2 separate regions of the Sus scrofa genome follow, and region 1 is linked to region 2. A link is a contact called in public promoter capture Hi-C data. All regions are on one chromosome and are shown on one strand. The core of a region is the stretch at or near the end of the contact, and the rest is flanking DNA. Distances in the headings are between cores, read along the strand shown. Region 1 holds the start of RAB11A (RAB11A, member RAS oncogene family). Region 2 holds the start of INTS14 (von Willebrand factor A domain-containing protein 9).

Evidence for each region. Promoter capture Hi-C pulls out the DNA fragments that hold promoters and counts their contacts.
Region 1: a contact with region 2 is called in a promoter capture Hi-C map of fetal liver, with 2.7 times the contacts expected there. The contact joins the promoter of RAB11A here to the promoter of INTS14 in region 2. A contact is called at or near these places in 2 of 5 promoter capture datasets (fetal liver and liver), 2 of 47 Hi-C or Micro-C datasets (epiblast stem cells and heart right ventricle) and 1 of 2 datasets of contacts at active chromatin or transcription factors (alveolar macrophages).

What each region holds. Positions count from the first base shown.
Region 1 is chr1:163,856,099-163,860,454 of Sscrofa11.1, forward strand. RAB11A (RAB11A, member RAS oncogene family) reads left to right here and starts at 2,156. Exons shown (of 5, transcript NM_001031788.1): 1 at 2,156-2,195. The coding sequence starts at 2,156. It overlaps TRNAQ-CUG (a tRNA gene), which reads right to left and starts at 1,689; the gene lies at 1,618-1,689.
Region 2 is chr1:163,601,486-163,605,670 of Sscrofa11.1, forward strand. INTS14 (von Willebrand factor A domain-containing protein 9) reads right to left here and starts at 1,700. Exons shown (of 12, transcript XM_005659853.3): 1 at 1,310-1,700. It overlaps SLC24A1 (sodium/potassium/calcium exchanger 1), which reads left to right and starts at 1,738. Exons shown (of 9, transcript XM_021100202.1): 1 at 1,738-3,181.

The DNA.
Region 1 (4,356 bases), core at 906-3,405, 260 kb after region 2:
AAACAATGACTTAAGGGAAAAAGTTCATAATTCTTCCTCGAGCATGAATGGCCTTGCTCAACATGCTCTTATCATCTAATTTCCTCCATTTCCCCACATAAGTTTCCTTACTTTCTTCAGGGGTCAATGCTAGTTCCTCTTCTTCCAGGGAGTTCTTCCTAATTATCTCAGCCCCTCTGAACTGTGGCATGTTGCCAGAACTCTCCTTCAGGCCTGTCTGGTAACTGATACTCCCCCTTTTCTTGCATCCATCCTGACTATCTACCTGAGTTGTGCTAGGAGTGTCATAAGTGATCTGTAGTACACATAATGTTTAGCTGTTTGAGTAATTTTGTTCTCCTCTAACATGGATAATGCTCAAGGCAGTATCTAGGCCTTAGGTAAACCTTCTGTTGCTTTATACTGTCACAGAAAGCATCGAAAATGGCACTGTATTAGTTTTCTATTGCTGCTGAAACAAATTACCACAAACTTAGCGACTTAAAGCAACACACATTTATTATTTTGTAATTCTGTAGGTCAAAAGTCTGACATGAGTCTCACTGGGCTAAAATCAAGATGTCAGCAGGGCTGTGTTCTTTTCTGGGGGGCCTTAGGGAAGAATCAATTTCCTTGCCTTTTCCATCTTCTATAATAAGCTTCTATGTTCCTAGGCTCCTGGCCCCCTTTCTCCATGTTCAAAGCCACATGGGCTGGTTGAGGCCTTCTCACATGACATCACTGACCTCCTCTGTCTACCCTACTTTTAAGAACACTCGAGAGGACATTTGGCGCACCTGAAGAATCCATGCTAATCTCCCTATTTTATTTCTTTTAATATGTATTTATTAATGATTTTTATAATCTCCCTATTTTATAGTCAGTTGATTTGCAACCTTAAGTCCATCTGCGAACGCAATTCCCCTTTGCCATGTAACCTAACATATTCACAGTTCCTTGGGACTGAGAAGTGAACATCTTTGGGGCACCATTATTCAGCTTACTACAGGTACCCTTGCCCCAAAGTCTAAATTGCATATAGGTGGTAGTGGGGTTTGACAATAAAGGGGAAAAACTTTTTAGCCTAACAAACTCTCTTAAAATACAGGGAGGTACTGCTGTGTGGTCTTCGGTAATCTCTTGAGGCTCCCCATCCACATTTCCGCTAAAATGTTAATTGCCATCCTTTGCTCTGTGTGTTAAATGAAATAATTATGTAACTAGGTTTAGCTTAGGGGATGACAAATAGGGTGCAAGAAGTTCTTGATGAATTTTGAGGAGGAGGGTGGGCGAGGTTCTTTGAATGACATCTGGAGATGGTTTGAGAAATTCCTGGAGAAATGGAATTCTAGCAAAAGGAATTCTGATTCTAGCAAAAGGAATCAGGTGTCACGGAAGCTTTGGAATTCAGGTTTAAGTCCAAAGGCCCATTTTAAAAAAATGAAGCGCAGAGGCTACTTAGAAAGCACCTAGGTGACAGCACAGAACTTAAGAGGGAACTATATGAAGTTTTCCCAGGCAAAGACATGTGTCATTTCCTCTCTACTTAGTTCAAGGACAGATATACCATGGTTGTACCTCGATCACCTAGTGAATAAGTAAATGAATTATAAAAACATAGCTAGGAAAAAGTGTCCTAGGTTCCACCGAGATTTGAACTCGGATCGCTGGATTCAGAGTCCAGAGTGCTAACCATTACACCATGGAACCGACACGCTCAAGAGGCCGCCTTCGGCTCTCTAATCCTTAGATAACCCCGCCCCCATCCACAGTTCCACCAAAGGAATCAGTGTTGCAGTGCTCTCCAGCGCCCGGCTTCTCCGCCTGGCGGCCCGCGGAATAAAGGAGACCAGGAAGTGTGGTGAGCAGCAGCTGGGAGTGCGGTCAGTCGACAGGCCGGGGCTCAGTAGCTCCTCGGAACCTTCTGGAGTGGCTCAGAACTTGAGACCCACGAGGTTCACGCCTACCGCCTTCTTGGATTCAGGGGCGGAGTACTGCCTCCCCGGAAGTACTTCCCCTTAGGGGCTGGGGCCTGCCGGAAGTGGCGTAGCGGCAGGGAGGGGTTCTTCACCCGGTCCGGCAGCTGAAGCTCGGCGCTTGGGTTACCCCTGCAGCGACGCCCCCTGGTCCCACCGGTCTCTCTACTGCTCCCGCCCCTTCGCTCCTCCGCCTGGCCATGGGCACCCGCGACGACGAGTACGACTACCTCTTCAAAGGTGAGGCTGTGGGCTCTCGGACAGGCCCCCGAGTCCCGGTTCGGGGGCCTGGGACACTCCCGGGGGACCCGCCCGGCGGGCTGCCCCGGCTCTGAGATTGGCCTTCCTCAGCCCTTCCTCTCAGTGCGGTTCGTTTTGCCGTCTCGCAGCTCAGTCCCTTTTTTTCCCCCTCACTTAGGCTCCACACTGGCTCTTAGCGACCTCCCCGGAGGCCTTAGGAAGCCTCAGCGTCCCTACCGTGCCCCCTTCTCGCTGCTGACTGCCTTCTCCCACATCGCCTTCCTTATTTCCCGGGTTCCACGGCCTCTTCAAAGGGGAGCCCCTCCCACCTTCCATCTTTTCGGGTTGGGCGCCCCCTCAGCAGACATCCCGAGCCCCTCTGACAGGCCTTTCTCTTTGCTCCCACACCTTTCCTTCGGCGCACACTTCCACTACAGGTCTTTTTCTTATCAACCTCCCTTTCCCCTTGGGCAAGCCTCTCCTCTGCGTCTCCTCACGCCCCTCCCCACGGCCAGACGCCTCTCCTAGTCCGGTTCTCCCATCTCCTTGGCCAGGCCCTGGTTAAAACCCAAACGGGCCAGCGGCCCCACCCCCACCCGCCCCACAGCTCTCGAGGTCCGTAACCTTCGCGCACAGCCCCCGTGGTTGGTAACTCTTTTTCTGCCTCCTCTCCCCACATAGTTTAGTTTAGGAGCTCTCCCGTGTCTCCTGTGCGACCCTGAGGGTGGTGGTGGTGGTGGTGGGGGTTAGGGCAAGAGGGATGGTCCCATCACCCACGCGCGTACTTGTCGCAGTGACCGGCAGACCGATGTGACTTGCACCCATCCTTTTTTTCTCCTACCCTCCCTACCCAGCGGCAACCAGCCCAGGATAACTCTTAACACTGCTCCCGACAAGGGGTTGCGGATGGGTGGCGGCTGTTATCCTTGCCAGACCTGAAGGCCCAGTTCCTGAGCAGGAAAGGTTGTGCGCTGCACAAATACTAGCTTGCTTTATCGCTATGGACTGGTTGCTTCCTGCTGCAACACTGGGAGGATCCAACCTTTTGGTGTTTTTAGAACAGGAAGGGAAGAGTCCTAGTTGGTCACATACCTTTGCCAAAATATGGGAGTTGGGAGGGGGGCGCATGGCGAAGTTGTGTGCTCTTTGGTCAAATTAAATATTTTTTATAAGATAGGGAAACATGTAGTGCCCTTGGACAAAACATTGGAGGGTGGAGTGAAGAAAAATTGCTTATTGGCTAGTCCAGAAAGAATCCAAATAGTTTGTTTTTTTTTTTAATCAACAAAGATAAAAGGTACAGTTTTCAGAGAGAAAAGTACAGTAAATGCTTTTTTTGTTCAGTGAATGCGCTCTCTCTGATGCTCTTTCTCTGCTCCTGAATTAGGAGGGCAGCCATCAGTAGTATGCTGAACAAAGATCATTACCAGGGAGGAAGAAGCCATTGCTATTAAAGCTTTACAGTGGAGGGTGGAGTTAAAAAAGAATGTTAAGCTTGGTGACTGTGTCTGACTTTGCCACTGGGTGCTGAGAATGGTTGACTAAACAAAGCGAGAAACATTGCTTTACCAGTACTTTGCGAATCTTGGCATTATAGCTGATGATATACCTTTATAAGCACTTAGTCTTCTCAAGTTTTATATAGGGTGAGTACCTTCACTATGCACTCCTACCCCCACCTCCCACATAGTGGAAAGTCATTTTTACAGATACAGAAAGGGAACATGGATTCATTTGTATGCTATTGGTTAAAGGCATCTGAGGTCTGGTGAAAATATTTAGTGAGACTCTGAAGACCGGTGTTAGTCATTAAAGGGAGATTTGTTTTTTTTAAATAAGGTACAAGAACAGCGGGCAGCTAGCTAGCTAGCTTTGAAGTAATTAATTTAGAGCAAGATAAACTATCAGAATATTTCTCCTGTTTGGTTTAGAACTTGGATGTTGGTTATAGAAGCCAGTTATTTTTTTCACTAAGTTCACTAATTATCCTTGATTGGCTTAGGGGATTTTTAACTTAGCTTTGGGTTTAGACCATCCTACAAGCAATGATTGAGAGAGCACAGCACTTTGGAATCATCCAGGCCTGGATTCAAATACTGACTCAGGTCTTAAATTTGTTTTGTGACCTTGGGAAAGTTGACTTGTTTGAGCCTCTCTTCCC
Region 2 (4,185 bases), core at 450-2,949:
ATAAAAACTGTGTCCAAAGTCAAAGTTAACAGCCTCTGAGAGCCTGTGGGTTTCTTGTGGTACCAAAAGCATGAGTTTAGGCATATCAACTTGATACAATTTCACCTACTCAGTCTTTCCAGGTCCTTTCTGGGTCTCAGCTGCGTTGTTCAAGAAATGAGGTCTTGTGCAATACTGGTTCAAGCTACATTACATTAGACCATGAGCTCGTGAAGCCCGGGGACAGTGTGGAATTTTGCCCACAAAGGTCTCCTCAGAACCTATCGCAGCAATTGGTGCATAGCACACTCTTGACAAATACTTGACAATGACTAGTGAACTACCCCAAGCACCGATATAACATTAAGTCTTTAGCAAAACACATGATAAATTTTAACTCAGGACACCAGAAACATACTTCCTCCTCTCCTCATTCAGGCAGAGATATCAGGGACTCCTATGCATTCTGCTCAGGTACAGTGTATCCAGCTCCTACAGTATTCCCATTCATGCACTGAGGCCTTTATGTTACTGAAAGTGGGGGATAGGAAGTACTGGCCTCTCCTCTTAGGAGAAAGGGATACAGGATACACAGATTTAGATCATATACAAGAGAGCATTTCCAGTTCATGCAATCTGCTGTAACACTGGAATGGGAGACTCTAACTGGCAGACTTCCCTTCTGGGATCTGGCTCCTTCTTCTGACTGATGTATTTGTGTCTGCCAGCAAAAACACCTCCTTAACAATGGGAAAGTCATAGGAAACCAATTTAGAACTTAGGTTGTAAGCAGAAGTAAAAGATGGAAGTGAATGTTCTAGAAGGATAGTTCACTTAAGCAGCCTAGGCCTGATTTAAAAACAAACAAAAACCTTGCCCACACAGTCCAGCAATTTTGTGAAAACACCATGTAATTTCTTTTTTCCTTAAATCCTCCACCCCACCCCCACCCCTTTTCCATAAGTACTGTTTACATACAATGCTTAAGACAACCAGTGCGGTTTTTTTTCCCCTCAAGAACAGTGTACTCCTGAGAATATATCTCAGCCCCTTGACTTGGCCATCTCCATCACCTACACATTTATAATTCTTCCCGGAAGAAGCCAATTAGCTCATTCATAAAGAACTGATTCTGAGCAGTTTTCCTCACAAAGCGTGATTCTACTCGAATTTCTCGAGAACTGCTCACCAACTCTTAAGTTGCCTTGTTGACCTGACATCCCTCGCCCAGAGGAATCCCTCCCGCGTTCTCAATTACAACTTTATCTGCTAACCTGGAAATACAGAACTTCTGCATTTGGATCTCATCTGCCTGGGGATTTAGTTTTACCTTAAAGTGAGCCCCAAAATTTTGAGATCTGGAAGTCTCTAATGGGAAGAGGTGGCGAAGGGGGCCTGGGCAGGGGGCCGAAATCGTGATGCTAATGAGGAGCGATGATCCCGCGAGGCAAAGCGAGGGGAGGCCAGCACCCCGGAACTGGCGCCGCAGAGACTGCCCGAGGCCGCCGTGGCGGCGGGAAGGCCGGGCTTTGACCCCGAGTAATCCTCCGCCGCCGACCCCTTCTCCTGCAACCCCAACAAGCAATCAAAGACAAGCTAGAGACTCCGGCCTCCCTCCCTCACCCCGTGCCCCATCAACCGCACAGTCCGTCCTCAAAACTTTCCGCCGGAGCGCCGAGGCCGGAACTATAGGTCCGCCGGACAAAAGGAACTCTGCGCCCGGGATGCGCAAGGCGCTAGGGGCGGGGCTTTAAGAATTTCGTGGGCGGGCACTGACTCCGCGGCGAAGCTTCCGGGCCCGTCTTGCTCAACGCCTTTCTTCCTAACATTTTATCCGTGACGACAGTGACGAACTCGCTCCCCGCAAGTCTCCAACTCCACCTCTGTCTCTGCCTCTTCCCTCCCTCCCCCCTCTCCGGCTTTTCCCCATTTACCTGGCCTCCTTCCCACCCGTTGACCCTTGGGCTTCACCTGTCCTGGGAACCCTTCCTACTCTCTCCTCACTCACCTGGGCCCCTTGGTGCACCAGCCTAACCCTCACTGATATTTGCCCCTCTTCCCCGTCCCTCTTCAAACCCCACACTCGTATCACCTCCGAAACAGTTGACAGAATCCTCTTCCTGCGCTTTTTAAATGAATTCGTGCCTGAGGAGGGCTCATATTAAGCATACTGTGTATCTCTCATAGCTGACCTGAGCCAGTTTCCGCGTTAAAACTTTTAACTCTTGATCTCCTCAGTCCAGATGCTCACTTTATCCCCCATGCTTGAGGGGAGCAGAGAGAGGGTTGAGTCCATTCCCCTGCCCTGGCCCTGCTAAGAGATTTGCACTCAGGCTTTCCAAGGGCATCTTCGGCCCTTGCCTACCCCTCCTTTGGCCACCTGGTGTCCCCATAGCAGCCTGTGCCTCATCGAGGGCTTTGCGGGCACAGGCGGTGACTTTCTTTATACCTTTCTTTATATCCTCATAGGGAGCCAGGAAATGCCAGCTAGAGGTAGGCCTAAATGGATGCCAGCAGGCCCCCTGGGTGGTTGTGGTTCAGAGAACAATGTTGTACCACCTAGATTACTAGTGGAAACAGGCCTCTAGAAGCCTTATGCCTTTGACAATTTCTTTTGGTTAGTGGGTTGAGGTGAGGTAGGGGGCCAGTTAAGCAGGGAGGATGCTTTGAATCATGAAACTGAGGCTGTCTGACTTTTCACAGCTTGTTCTGTGGAAGAGCGTGGGCTCCAGTTCCTTGTAGTTCTTTCCTGTCACATCCTTGTATCAGGTGGCAGAGGAAGGCACATCAGTCCCTGGGAATGTCCCTGCAAGCATCAGAGCCCAGGGCCTGGCAGACTGCCCTGTTTGCTTCAGAACTTCTCAACTTGGAATTCTCGTCATGGTGCAGCGGAAACAAATCCGACTAGGAACCTTGAGGTTGTGGGTTCGATCCCTGGCCTTGCTCAGTGGGTTAAGGATCTGGGCTGCCATGAGCTGTGGTGTAGGTGGCAGTCCCGGCTCGGATCCCACATTGCTGCTGTGGGTGGCTGTGGTGTAGGCTGGTGGCTACAGCTCTGAGGACCCCTAGCTTGGGAACCTCTATATGCCATGGGTGTGACCCTAGAAAGACAGAAGATACAAGAAAAAAAAACCAACTTCTCAACTTGGCTGGTCTCACCATCTCAAGACCTTGTTATGCATGAGCAGGCAAAGGGATCTAGGTAGGTAAAGCTGCAACCTAATTACTTAGTTCTCATTTTTAAGTCTTTCCCTCATGGAGGGATGCGGCCAAGAATATGTGGGGAAAGGAGTTGTTGAGCTATCCCTAATGTGATGACTCAGCCCTGTGGTCACGGTTCTCCTGGTAGTTCCAGCTTAGTTCCATTAAGATTCATTACCTTACCCAGTTCTACAGATTAAGTTTATTAGTTTGCTGATGGGTGATTAGGTCTTGGTTACCTAGTTCTTCTGATTACAGACCAGGAAAGTGAAGGGAATTTGTGCAGATTGACCATAAAATGTGTAAATACCAAGAGGACCATAACACTTAGGGCAGCTGGTAAGTCCTTTCGTTTTTGTTTTTTAATTCATAGTAGGATCCCATTAAAAATCAAAGTTTGTTAAGTGAATACAAAATCAGTGAATATTAGCACAAAGAGAATATCTTAAAGGAGATGTCTCAAGCCATAGCTGATGAACGAGTTTCTTTTTCCCACTTGGGAGACCTAGGATTTTTGTGTTTCTATACATACATTAAAGGAAATCAATAAACAGATTTCTTTGCATCATCTATCATCCTCTTTATTTTGTCCTGCTTTGAAGCAGTGAACTGCTGTCAGAGAGGCTTTGAAAGGCAGGGTGATTTGGTCTCCAGACTGACAGAGTAAAGGTTAATGACGGAAATAGCAAGCCTCTCACAGAAGCCAGGTACTGGGGTTCAAGGGAGATTCATCTGCCCATCTAATTCTCCTATAGAACGTGTTGAAAATATAGATTACAAGGCCATGCCAACTCAAGTAGAGATTCATGGGTTGGTGCCTGGAATCTTTTATAGAGACAAAGGGCAAGGAGTGAGTGAGTGAGGAAATGGGGAAGGGAGAGAGCAGGGGTAAAGCAGTGAATTCTTTCCTCTCTTTCTCTCTGCTGCTGTCCTTTGCTGCTGTCCTTACCTTCTCCTGTATGGACCTTGTGCACTTGCAAATCATACTTCCAAGCTCCAGGCTAT